Regions from separate parts of the Gossypium hirsutum genome. Here regions 1 and 2 are each linked to region 3. The links are chromatin contacts, called in public Hi-C maps. All regions are on one chromosome and are shown on one strand. Each heading gives the region's core, a stretch centred on a gene start, on an enhancer-like site or on the middle of the called end of the contact. The rest is flanking DNA. Distances are from core to core; before and after follow the strand shown.

Region 1 (4,224 bases), core at 1,240-3,739, 250 kb after region 3:
AATGTAAGTGCATGGTCTGATGGTTCATGTGGCGTAATGGGATTGTTTCATTTATAGGTTTTTATTTTAAAACCCCCAATTTGTGATGACTAGAGTTTTGAGCTTTTATTACTTTTAGCAAAATAAACCCCCCAATTTGTTTTTATATAAGAATACAATTTTTTTAAAATTAGTTTAGGTCCAGCCAGCCTTGGGCTTAAACTTGGACAAAAAATTAAACTCATTTTTTGATGAATTAGGCCTGAGCCTTATAATTGAGCTTAAAATTTTGTCATGACCCGACTCATAAATTGATCTAATCCAAATCCTTATTTTGATTTCACTCTATTTCTTTTTCATCTATTAATACCCTATTCATGTTTAATCACTATTCTCACCAAATTCTCCTTGCTAAATTAAATATATTCGTCACCAAGCAAGTCAGTACAAGTGCAAATTTTAGTGTGCCGCCAACGTGGAGTGCTCTAAGAAAAACAAGTTAAGGAGATACGATGGGTTAATCGGTTGACTAAGGGTGGGTTTGAATGAGTGGTGAGTTTACCTGCGGTTAGTATAAAAACAGTGATAACGGTGAGATTAAATACTGTAGTGATACTGTAGCGGGAGACAAAAAATAAACTAAACACATTGCATCGCACCGGACCCAATCGCCCATCCAAACTCACCCTAAATTTTAGTTGTATAATTGATCAGGATTAGCAAACCCTTAAGGAGAGACGACTAGGAAATGACATCTCCGGAATAGATGGGAAAGCTTCTCATTTCAACTGCCAACTCAACCTTAGTGTACTGTATAGTACGCCAATTACAACTGCTGAAGGAAGGTATGCCCTTGTTTGAAAATTACACAGAATCTAGAAAGTTTACAATAGGCAGTGCGTATGAGTTTTGGATTATAACAACGTTGGACGAGTGCAGAACCAGGAATGGTATTATCATGTATGGCTTGACAATAACCTCAACGACAAGAACTGGTACCCAAAACCCACAATACCCTGCCATCTCATCTTTGCCAAAACTTTTGACAGTCCTTGTAGGCTAGACAAATTTCTTGAACGTGCAACTACTGAGTAGCCTATCCTGTTAAGTTCTTGAGATGGAGGAAACCCAACCTTGGTGTAAAATAAACTCGGCAACGAGGAATCCTGGCATGGGAGGAGCTGAAGTTGTTATTAGGGATCACAATGGAAATTGGGTAAAAGGATCATATCGACACATACCACAGGCAACAAGCGTGGAAGCAGAACTCTGGACTTGGTATTATTAATATATATACAAGTAGAAGTAGATGCAACTGCTGTAATAAGTCACATTTCAAACACCATTACTTCAATGTGCAAGAATGCGGTGATGTAATTATTGTTTGTAGTGAAGCACCCTTACAACTAGCTTCCTTCTTGACAAATACCCGCAATCTGTAGCTCAAATAGAACAAATAGTTTCGATTTGAAAATTTTCGTGTGAGTAGTAATCAAAATAAACAAAAAAAATCAGCTCATGGAAGAGAATGAATCAAAATTTGCATTTCATGTAAAAACTTAATGCCTTGCGTTATACAACAATCATATTTAGCCTAAAACCCTCAAATTTCTGAAATTTGAAATTTAAAGTAACAAAGACTAAATTAAAACCAAAACCCCATTTATCAAAAACAACAATCACAATCAAATGGACAAAGTGGCGTACTTCCAGCATCAGATTTACTAATACCCAATTCTTCTTCAGTGTAAATTGCAAAACCATCTGCTGTCCTTTTCCAAGGCCCAGAAGAAGACTCATTGAATCCTCCTTCCCTGTTGGTTTCTCTACTCTTTTTACTCTTCTTTTTCGACGATTTGGGTTTTGAAATTTCATCGCCGTTCGGTTTCTCGGACCCTTTCGGGTCGGGTTTCTTCCTCTTTTTACCTGCAAATATCTCGTCGATTTCGTTACCAGCCACTTTAGAAGCTGAATTCTTCTGTTCTGGAACAGATTCTTCTTTTTTATTTTTTGCTTTTCTAGAAGGCGTCGTTGAAGAACCCTTCTTCGCCATTAGGTTGAATCTGCAACTTCAAAACAAAAAATTATAGCATACGAAGAACTAAAATCAACAAAAACGAAACTTGAAGAAATATTAAATATATTTATTAAAAGAAAAAATAATACGAATGTTGTGTCAGAGAACACATTATCAGCACTGGAAATCAGACAGGGATAACTGTAATAATATTAAATTTTCTCATCATTCACAACATCGTTTCAACAAAAGTTGTTTCAAGGAATCTTCGACGAATTAACGGATTAAATCCCGAAAAAAGAAAAACCCAGAGAAGGAAATATCTTCCTATGGATATAAAAAGTAATTATCACTGGTGCCTCCTACCTCGCAGTGAGATCCAAGAAGAGATTACGATATGGTTTTCCCCTAAACGGAAACAAAGAAGCAGAAACAAAACGAAGCGGAGGAGTGTGAGACTGAGTTTATTTGAAACCCTAAATTGGGTAAAAGATGATTATATATATGCCCTTTGTTTCGGGTTAAGGGTTTAAGGCTGGGCTTTCTCAAATGTTTGGGCTTTTTCTTATAAAATGGACCTTTTTTCTTTCGGCCTTCTTGTGAATGTAATATAGATTGTATGATTAAATTAATATTTAGGTACTCTTAATTTTTTTTTCTAATATTTAAGTCTAAGTTTGCTATCAGTTTCTATATTATTTGCATATTTAGCATTTTATATTTTATTATTTTAAAAATAATAATCTTTTTACTCTTAATTGAAGTCCAATAATTTCGACAAAAAAATTTAATTAAGTTGGATTAAGTAATATCCTTTTAGAAAATTGTTCCTGATAATTTTAAATAGTAATATATGATAAGTAGGAGTGCTCATGAGTCAGGTCGGATCAGGTTGCGTTTGGGTCAGATCCATGTAAGGTATTTAGATTAATTTTTTAAGCCCGGGTCTGGTTCGATCCAAAAATGAGTTTGCCCTTTTGCTCAAGCTTTTAATTTAAGAAAAGTAAACTCGGGCTTGACCCAACTTCCCATGTTTGATTTTTTTAGATTAATTTTTATTTAAATATAATATATAATATAATAAAAAATGTTAAAATAAAACTTTTCTAATTTTCATATTTAAAAACACTACTATAAATATAATAAATATCTTATTAAATTGAAAAACACAAATAAATCTAATAAATATTTTATTGTATTAAATATAATTTTAAAATTTTATATTTTTGAGTTGAACAAACCCCTCCATCTAAAATAAATAAATAAAAAATCTTTGAGGGCATTATCAATTAAATTTGAAATAAATATACTACATTCTAGGATTAAAAGTAAAAATATTAAATTTGAAATGCGTGACTAAGCGATCCACTTATAAATTTAAAATATTCTCAATTAAAAAAGTTAATTCTTTTTCCATGAAAATAGAATCATAATGAATTATTTATATTATGTATTAATATTGTAGAGAAAACGCATTTAAAGTGATAAAATTATTGCTGGTTGTCATCATAAACCAACGTTTAAGTCCTACGTTACTCATCCCCTTTCATCACTACATCTCAACACTTCTTCAAAAATTTTCATAAATCTATGGAAACATTCAAATATAAACCCAGAAATCAGTGTTGGATTTCACCATGTTATGATATAATAATGTTCCCAGGTCTCTCATTACTAATTAAATCTCACTCATACGCCGGGAATGGGAAACTGGGTGGTAAGTGCTTCGACTCTACTACAAAGATTGGACACCTTATCCGTCAACGGAAAATCAGGAGATGAGACAAACTTCAAGAACTCTTGGACCTTTGATCCAGAAGCTAATCCCTTAGCCTCAATAGTGATTTGCACGCCCTCATGGATGAAATCAGCAATAGCCGTGAATTCCTTTTCTGTAAATCCTCTGGTAGTCATTGCAGGCGATCCAATGCGAATGCCACCCGGCACAAGTGCACTCTTATCCCCTGCAAATTTTGAGACGTATCAAGGATTGGTATAAATACATATAAAAAGGGAAAAAAATTAATTATAAATGAATGGTAAAAAAGGGGAATAAGGAAGAACTTACCAGGCACCGAATTTTTGTTCAAGGTGATAGAGGCCATGTCAAGTATTTTCTCCACCCGAGCCCCATCAATACCCTGTTGCAGGAGAAGTTCATTGATATAAAGGAGGCAAAAGGAGTTTAGGGTGTCTACAAGAGAATAAGAAAAACATGAGATCCTACG
Region 2 (4,060 bases), core at 1,297-3,796, 200 kb before region 3:
CTGTCATGGTTAAAAGAAAGAACTGGAATTCTAACCATACTCCAATACCATGATAAAATAAGAAAAAAAAAAGCTGTTGTATTTCTTGTATATCATTATAGAATAATAAGATGATTATATACAAGTAGGAGCTCCAATTAACTCGTAAGTCAAGGAAAATAATATGCATAAATAAGGAAAAGATATACATAAAATATTCTTGAGATTATGGGTCAATAGTCACATTTAGTGCCCTTTGTTAATAAGTTGCTTTAGCTTTAGTGTTAGCATAATTTTTAATACTCATGAACGATTGCAATGCCTATGATGCCAGTATAATTCCAAATATTTGTGAGTTATCATAATTTTTGTAAGAAGAAATACAAACAAATTTTTTTAAATCAAATTGACCTCGTCTACAACACAAAGACCTTACCATTGCTTTTCGTATCAAGCAAGCACATTTTATAACTTTCCTTTTGATTAGGGGTAATTGTTATACATAAATATTTTAATCACAATGTAGGTCCATAAAAAACCCTTGTATTTATCGGCCTTCAAGGGATTACAGCAAGGGGTCTCACTTTTTATAGGTTTTTTCTTCTTTTTAACAAATTTAACAAAAGAATTTTAATGGTATTAACTATTGGACTTGTATTTTTTAAATTCAAAAAATAAAACAACTAAATTTTTTGAAATAAAAGTTGAAAGACTATATTTTAAATGTATAATGAGTAAAAAAAACTTAAAAGAATATTTTAATTTTAATTTTTTTTCAAAATTAACTAAGCTCAAGCTAATTAAATAAAAATATTTTAAAATGATTTATTAATCTATACGTATTTGGAAAAAGATAACCGCATCATATTCAAATTGGTGTGTACCACTAGAGATGGTAGCTAAAACAATGAACGTATACTAATTTAAATTTTGATCTAAACGTAGGGTATAATTAATTATATTATAAAAATGGAAATAAACACTATGTTCATACTGTAATTTTGTAACATTTGACATTAAATTAAGATGACACATGTTCATATATACCTTTCTTTACAATTTAATCTCTCTTCTTGAAATCAATTTACTTACTTTTTTTTAAATTATGATGTTAGTCCTTATTAAATTTTAATTGTTACATTTAATTTTGAAATAACCGCTTATTAATAATGATGAATTTGAATAAAATTTTTAAAATAATTATTAAATTGAACTCTGTCCAATTATATTTTGAATAAATCATGTCGTTAATAAAAAAAGCTTTAAAAAATTTAGTTTATAGTTCTTTTAAGGCTGGTTTAAACATTTTTAAATGAATATAATTAATGTGGGACAAAATATCAAAATAAACACGTATCTTCTTTTACTTTTTCCATATTGGTTTTTATATTAATTAATTAAATTATTTAAAAATTTACAATAGTTACGATAATTTTTAACATGAATATATACATATTTAGTATATATTACTATTAATAATTACGGAATTACATTAAAAATCTTGAAATAAATATACACTTAAAAATTTGTTTTGTTAATTTAGTATCATATATAAAAATATATTTACCATCATTATAATATCATAAATGATGAATAAAGAAACATTCGATTTTAATTTTTATTTGTTAAAACTTACCAATTTTAAAAATTAATTTAAATTAACAAATAAATATATTTTAAAAGATATATACAACAAGTCCGTGCATCGCATCAAATAAAAAATTAGTAATGTATTTTATTAGGTTCTAGCTAAATAAGGAATAAGTATCTATGCTCACATTACAATTTTTAGACATGTCACACTTTCCATTTCAAGCACTTATTTCCATATTGGGTAAATGACCTTTTAATCTTTTAAGTTGTTTCATGCATTTTCGTTTAAATTTATTTTATATAGATTTTTATATATTAAATATAAAGTCTTACTTTCAAATTTTGCTTAGCTTTTAAGACTGGTAAATATTAAATTGTTAAGTTTAAATATAGTTAGAAAAAGGCACATATTAAAATAAAATTTATTTATTTTTCAAATATAATAAGAGTTAATTATATTCATTGAGGAAAAATAAATATAAAAATCGAGTATTAACAATTATAACATTAAAACAAATTAATTTAACAATATATAACACATAATCTATAAAAATATATTAATAATATGAGTGAGTATTTGATACACTCGCAGTATATTATTTTATTCCACAAGCGGCCTCACCCTTATATGACACTTCCAAATAATTTCTCTAATAACATTATTTAAACTATAATTAAGTAGTATTAATACTCAAACCATGATGGATTTTAGTATTATTCTAATATTAAATATCATTAATAGAATTTAAATACATTAATTTCTTCGATTTTTAAATAATTTTAAACAAAAATTAATATGCATCGTAAATGTAAGGTTTTATATATTTTTAAAATTGTATATTAAATTAACATAAATTACCAAAAGCAAAATTCTGACCACAAAAATGTAATGTTAACCTTCCAAACAAGGCCTTACCAACTCTATTGGTATACTGAACCAAAAGAAACCTTCTATTGCTATAATGTTGACAAATCATTGGGGCCCACTTTTTAGTCACCTCTTTCACTCTTTGCTCGCCGCGTCATCTCTCTTACACTTGCATCCTACGTGACATCTTCTCTTTATATTACGCGTTTCTCTCAAAAAGAAAAAGAAAACACGATGACGATAAGAGTGGGAGGGGGAGGGGGAGAAGGAGAAGAATCGAAGTCCCCGGAGGCTGAACTTTCCGGCGAATTTTCCGGGAATTTGAGCGTCTTGCTGGCGGAATCCGACGACGAAAGCGAGTTTTCCAACGAGGGTTCGGTCGAAAAAGAGAAACTGGAGGAGATAATGCAAGAGCTATACAAAGAGATAACAGTGACAAGCTCTTCTTACAACGCTTCGCCCACAGTAACTTCGTCTCTTCCGTTCTTTGGCGAGAGCTGCGGGGCTTCGATGTCTGACTCGTCGTCCAGTGTGATGGCTGGCATTGAGTTGGTGGCACCCACGAAGGAGTTATTGGTTATTGGGATGGGGTTTAACGATAACAAAAGTGTAATGGTAGATGAAGTAAAGGAAATGGACGTCTGTGATGATGATCAATGGCTGGCACGAGCTCTAGGCTGGGTGTCAATGGAACTTGAGGAGTCCCATCAGTGGAATTTGGCGTTCAGTGAGACCCCTTGGACTGTAGGGATGTGGTGTCCTTGGGAAGGGTGACTTGCATTAATTTAACCCTTTTTATTTGATTTTCACATGAGATACAACTCATACAACTAGTTTATCTTTAGGGTTTAGATATCTAAATCTGTCCTTAATTTTCATGTATCTCCTTTAAATTATGTAAGGGTTGGTTAGAGATGAGTATGGAGGGGGTGAGGTGGGAATTGTTCCCTTCACTTTTTATGTCATGCTTGCATAGCTGTTTAAAACACATATTGGTTATATCCATAACAACTTCACATTTTTCTTCACCCTTCTTTTACTAATGCTATTTTGATTTAATATTGTTAAATTATACTTTAGTATGTGCATAATATAAAAATAAAATATATTCATAATCTTTTGAGTTATAATTTTGTTTAATCTCTTTGAGAATGCTCCCAAGTTCTTGTAAGACCAAGATGAACTAGAGAACGACGAAGCTTGTCCTCTGGTTAATCCCAGAGAAAAGCAAGTGAACAAATCTAATAAAGGTGAATGAGAAAAGAGAGCCCTTTTTGAGGGGAAATTGCCGTCGATAAGATAAAGGTGGATTGGTATGCAACTACCTCCATTTACATTGCCGAATTTGTAGAGTTTTTGGTGCCCCAGGTCCATGGTGGTCCCTTAGGTTAAGGACCATGACCAAGTTTCCACTACCTCTTCGGTTCAGTGGTTTAGGGTTCCTACAGCTCCACTTTCCCCTTGTAATCATTATGGTGCTCGAATGCAGACGACCTTATGTAACTTCTGGATACCAAAGGGCTTCTAGGCCCTGTTTGAGCTGTTTCTCCCTTATCTTTTTATTTGGATTGTGTTGGTCTTGGGCTATGCCTTGAACTGGGTTCTTATGTGTCGTGGCTT
Region 3 (4,162 bases), core at 1,178-3,677:
CATTAATTTCAACTTACCTTATGATCTCACCAAGTAATACAATTCATAATTTCAACAATTCAAATGATTTCAGATTATAGAAACACAAATCGTAAAATCTGAACTATTCGTCGATAACTTTGTCTTTTCCATTTCTTTTTAAGGAATTCAGGTCGACATTAGCTACAGATTAACATAAGCACAAAAATTCATCAATATACAATCAAATTCACACTCAATTGCAAATTTATATAAATTTTACATTTTATTCAATTTAGTCCCTAAAACCGAGACTATCATAACTTTCAATCTAGAACTCATATTTTCAATTCTTTTGCACTATATTCCAAATAGGACTTCCCGTTTCTCATTTCTAACACAAATTTTGCAATTTATGCATTTTAGTCCATGTTACATGAAGCTATCAAATAATTTTACAATTTAGTCATTTTTCACTCCTAAGCTTAAAATCTATCAATTTAATGCCTAAAACTTCAAAAATTCATCAATGACATCATTCTAAAACTTTAACAGTTTTGAAAAGTAACACATAGTTCAGCTAGATTAAGCTCCCGAGATTTTAAAAACATAAAAATTATAATAAAATGTCTAAATTACACTAACTAATTTAAAGCTTGAAATCTTAGAACCCTAGGTCGATTTTCACACTTCTTCTTCTTTACAATTTGGCATGGATGAATGGAAATGAGATGAGCTCTCTTTTTCTATCCACTAAGTTTGTTTGTTAAACTTTAAATCATTTTACGATTATTTATTAAATTACCCTTTTAGTCCTTCATAAATCCCATAGCTAGCTACGGTTCACCATCCTTAATAATGGTCATGGTCTAATTGCTAACTTGATCCTTATCCCATGTTTTTAATTACCACTTCTTTGGCAATTTGAACTTTTACTACTTTTAGAATTTAGTCCTTGTATCATAATTAATTACTAATTTGGCAAAATCACCAACTCAAAATTCCATTCACCTATAATTTACCTCCGTAAATATTTTACGGTTTACGAAAACGGAGTCTTGAAACCGTATTTTTTGATACCATTTGACTTTCGGGTTGTTACAACAATCAATCATCAATTCGACTAACAAAAAACCTAGTCTTTCATGCATGAATAAAGCATGTAGAGGTACACTATCACTACATCCAAGAAAAAGTACTTAACAATGAGATTGAAATGAAGCATATTAGTAGGGAATAACAAGTCACTGATTTGTTTATCAAAGGACTCAGCGAACCCAAGCTTGAAGAATTTCACAAACAACTCGGGATGGCCTTAAGGGCGATAGTAAATGAGAGAATTCGTTGAGGGGGAGTGTTGAAGTCATCTACTTCTCTCCCTCTCACTCGATCTTTCTATTTGTTTCTAGAGAAATTTAAAGTTTATCATCATCCTTAATCAAACTTATCTTTTAAGCTTATCCATATTAATCAATTTAATTAAAATAATAATATGTGCATGTATCTAGTTAAACCGACTAGGATAAACCAATATAGGAAAACTATAAATAGGCTAACATTTTTCATTTGTTGCATACATGAGTTGAGAATAAATAGTGAGCTATAAGCTCTCTTTAGAGTTTTGTTATGTTACATTTTTAGGCATCCAAGCTAGTTTTGTTTTCCTTTCAACTTAATCCCTTCGGTGGAGTGTGCCTCGTATTTTCGGACACTTTTAAGGCCTTATCGCAACTTGTATCGAGACAAGGACTTCAATATCGCAACACCAAAGTTAGCTGGTGATGTCACGACAAGAAGCTTCCCAACGTTACGATGATGGACAACGTTGTGACGATGCGAATGAGGACGTGTCGATGTGTTTCCCGCAAACACTGGGTTTCTTCTCCTAGTTAACCTCTACTATCTTTTCCAGTCGAACTCTGATTAGTCTAGCGATATTTTAGTCATGTTAGCCCACGAATTTCAGCCTATAAACGGGGCCTTAGTAACCCTAAAATTGATATTCTTCATATCTTTATCACATTAAATTTAAAGAGAAGATTAAGAGAGAGCTCTAAGAGATTTTCGTGTTTTAGCGGGAGAGCTTTATTTTTGGAGTTTAGGGTTTGTTTTTAGTTATCTCTATTTTGTACTCTTTCAGATTATTTGCTCATCTAGTGAAGTCTTGTTTGTCCATGGTTGTTTATCCTCTTCATTGGAGGTATTTTTCCACGTAAATATTTATGTCTAATTTTCTCTATTTCATTCTTATTCGTTGTTTATACAGATTGATCCCAATAACTCCCTTATTTTATTTAAATTATTTTATATTTGATACCTCGCTTCAACACAGGTTGCGGAAGCCCTGGCTTTGAGGAGAGCTTTGTACTGGTTGCAAGATAATTGTTGTCAATTAAATGGTGTTGAATAAAAAAATTTAAAAAAAAATGGAAACTTAATAACTTGCGGACAATATTATATTTTCGAAATCTTTGTAGCCTTAATTAATTACGACAAGTTGACTCCTGACCCGATCTGATGCTTTGTACTTACTTTACACCCTTTTTCTGTTTACCTTTTCTTTTTCCCAGTCTTTCTACATCTACTTCAACACCGTTTCCCCTCTGTTGCTTTTCTGTATATATAAATAATTTTTTCAATTTCAATCATTCACAGCCAAAAATCTCTCTTCATAGTTCTCTATTTCCAATAATTAATCGGACACACACACACACACAAAAAGAGAACTCTTCAAGTTCTTAACCTCCCCCGGCCGCCGTTTCCAAATGTTGAGAAAATCGAACTCCTCCGTTGAAATCCTTACTTTCTGTTTCTTCGTTTCTCTTTTTTGTTTGGCTTCCTTTTCACTCGCTCAGCGACAACAAGAACAACAACTCGCTGAACCGGATCGGTTCGACGATGACGACGAGGGAGGAAACGGCACCGTTTCGAATGCTTCTTCCATAGCTAAACCGAAGGACGGTACATTTGCCGCTATTATCGATCGTGCTCTAGAGAAGGAGTTCACTGAGAACGAACAAAATGAAGGTTTGTTTCTTGTTCTTTTTTTCTCCCTCTGGTTTTGCTTAGATTAGGGTTTAGATTTCAAATCCATGAATCAAAGGCTTAGCAGTGAAGTATACAACTTAGTCATACATTATACTTGTTTACTTCAACTTTGCTTGTTCTTTATATGCTGTAGCAATTAATTCTTGTTATTTTTATTTATTTTCTAAGGTTTTTAAGCGGGATCTATTGGTAGGTTATGGTTTTTGTTATCAATGGATGGTTTATAAGATCTTAAAGATTTAATAATAGTTTGTTTGCGTAAATTCCTGGAAATAGATTTGCTAATAGTTTCTTCTTTAAATTACAATTGTCAATTATGCTATAAATTCATCCTCATTTGCAGTGGATTATTCAACTTTGAAGGGGAAAAAATCAATGTTTGAAAGGTTTCTAAAAATGTTTAGCTCAAAATTAGACTGCCAGTATTTCCTTAACGGTATAAGCCCGATGGAAATTCAATTTCTGACTTTTTATCATGTTTCCTTTCTGTTGGTGGCAGTAAATGATGATGCTGGAAGTTTCAACAACAGTGTAGTAGAAAAGAAGGTTGGTGGTACTTATTCTTTTGAAAACTTTTCAGTTGGGAAAACTTGCTAGCTTATTCTTTTTCCTATGTGTATGCTTATCAGGCTGTTTTGGAAACCGTGGCCAGAGTGAAGACAAAGAAAAATGATACAAAAGAGGAAAAGTATGTGCTTCTCCTTACTTTAGCGTGTTTATAGAAGAGCATAATTTTGTATTTTGATGATCAAAAGTTTTGAACTATTCATACCATATCTTCTTCATAACTGCTTAGAGACATGTAGTAGTTTCCTCATGCCTTTTGCATCCTCCTTTTAGATCATTTCAACTCCATGACGTATTTAATCTAGAGAATGATAACAGAGCTGAAGATACACCTATGTTGATAGATCGGAAGGTTAGATTGGTTAATTTAAAACTTCACCTGGTGATATATTCCCATATTTAAAAATCTGAGATGCTGGCTTATTTTCAGGACAATGTCTTCATCATTTCTAATTTTAAATCAAAATATCCAGTGTTACAACTAGACTTAAGGTAACCCTTTTATTATCTTCATTTCATCAAAGTTGCTTTTTACATTCATCTAATAGGCTAATGTATTTTTTTTTTGTGCTTATGCTCTGCAGACTAA

The links. A called contact is a pair of places that touch in the nucleus more often than the background predicts.
Region 1: a contact with region 3 is called in a Hi-C map of leaf, with 2.2 times the contacts expected there. The contact joins the promoter of LOC107901490 here to the promoter of LOC107895345 in region 3. A contact is called at or near these places in 3 of 34 Hi-C or Micro-C datasets (leaf and seedling).
Region 2: a contact with region 3 is called in a Hi-C map of leaf, with 1.6 times the contacts expected there. The contact joins the enhancer-like site here to the promoter of LOC107895345 in region 3. A contact is called at or near these places in 3 of 34 Hi-C or Micro-C datasets (all in leaf).

What each region holds. Positions count from the first base shown.
Region 1 is chrD06:19,699,776-19,703,999 of Gossypium_hirsutum_v2.1, forward strand. It overlaps LOC107901490, which reads right to left and starts at 2,490. Exons shown (of 3, transcript XR_005914778.1): 1 at 2,363-2,490; 2 at 1,221-2,042; 3 at 736-1,145. It overlaps LOC107901493 (serine hydroxymethyltransferase 3, chloroplastic), which reads right to left. Exons shown (of 11, transcript XM_016827527.2): 10 at 4,065-4,137; 11 at 3,427-3,960. The coding sequence ends at 3,686. It overlaps LOC121218973 (small nucleolar RNA R38), which reads right to left and starts at 2,233; the gene lies at 2,149-2,233.
Region 2 is chrD06:19,247,480-19,251,539 of Gossypium_hirsutum_v2.1, forward strand. No RefSeq gene overlaps it. Among protein-coding and RNA genes, the nearest start is that of LOC121218500, 14 kb to the right of the region's middle. Within about 2 kb of position 2,547, at least 9 of the 9 cell types and tissues checked have an H3K27ac peak or open chromatin away from gene starts, as enhancers often do. A contact at or near this core is called in leaf, where this site is marked.
Region 3 is chrD06:19,449,305-19,453,466 of Gossypium_hirsutum_v2.1, forward strand. It overlaps LOC107895345 (K(+) efflux antiporter 6), which reads left to right and starts at 2,428. Exons shown (of 20, transcript XM_016820657.2): 1 at 2,428-2,985; 2 at 3,506-3,552; 3 at 3,636-3,694; 4 at 3,847-3,925; 5 at 4,004-4,065; 6 at 4,158-4,162. The coding sequence starts at 2,724.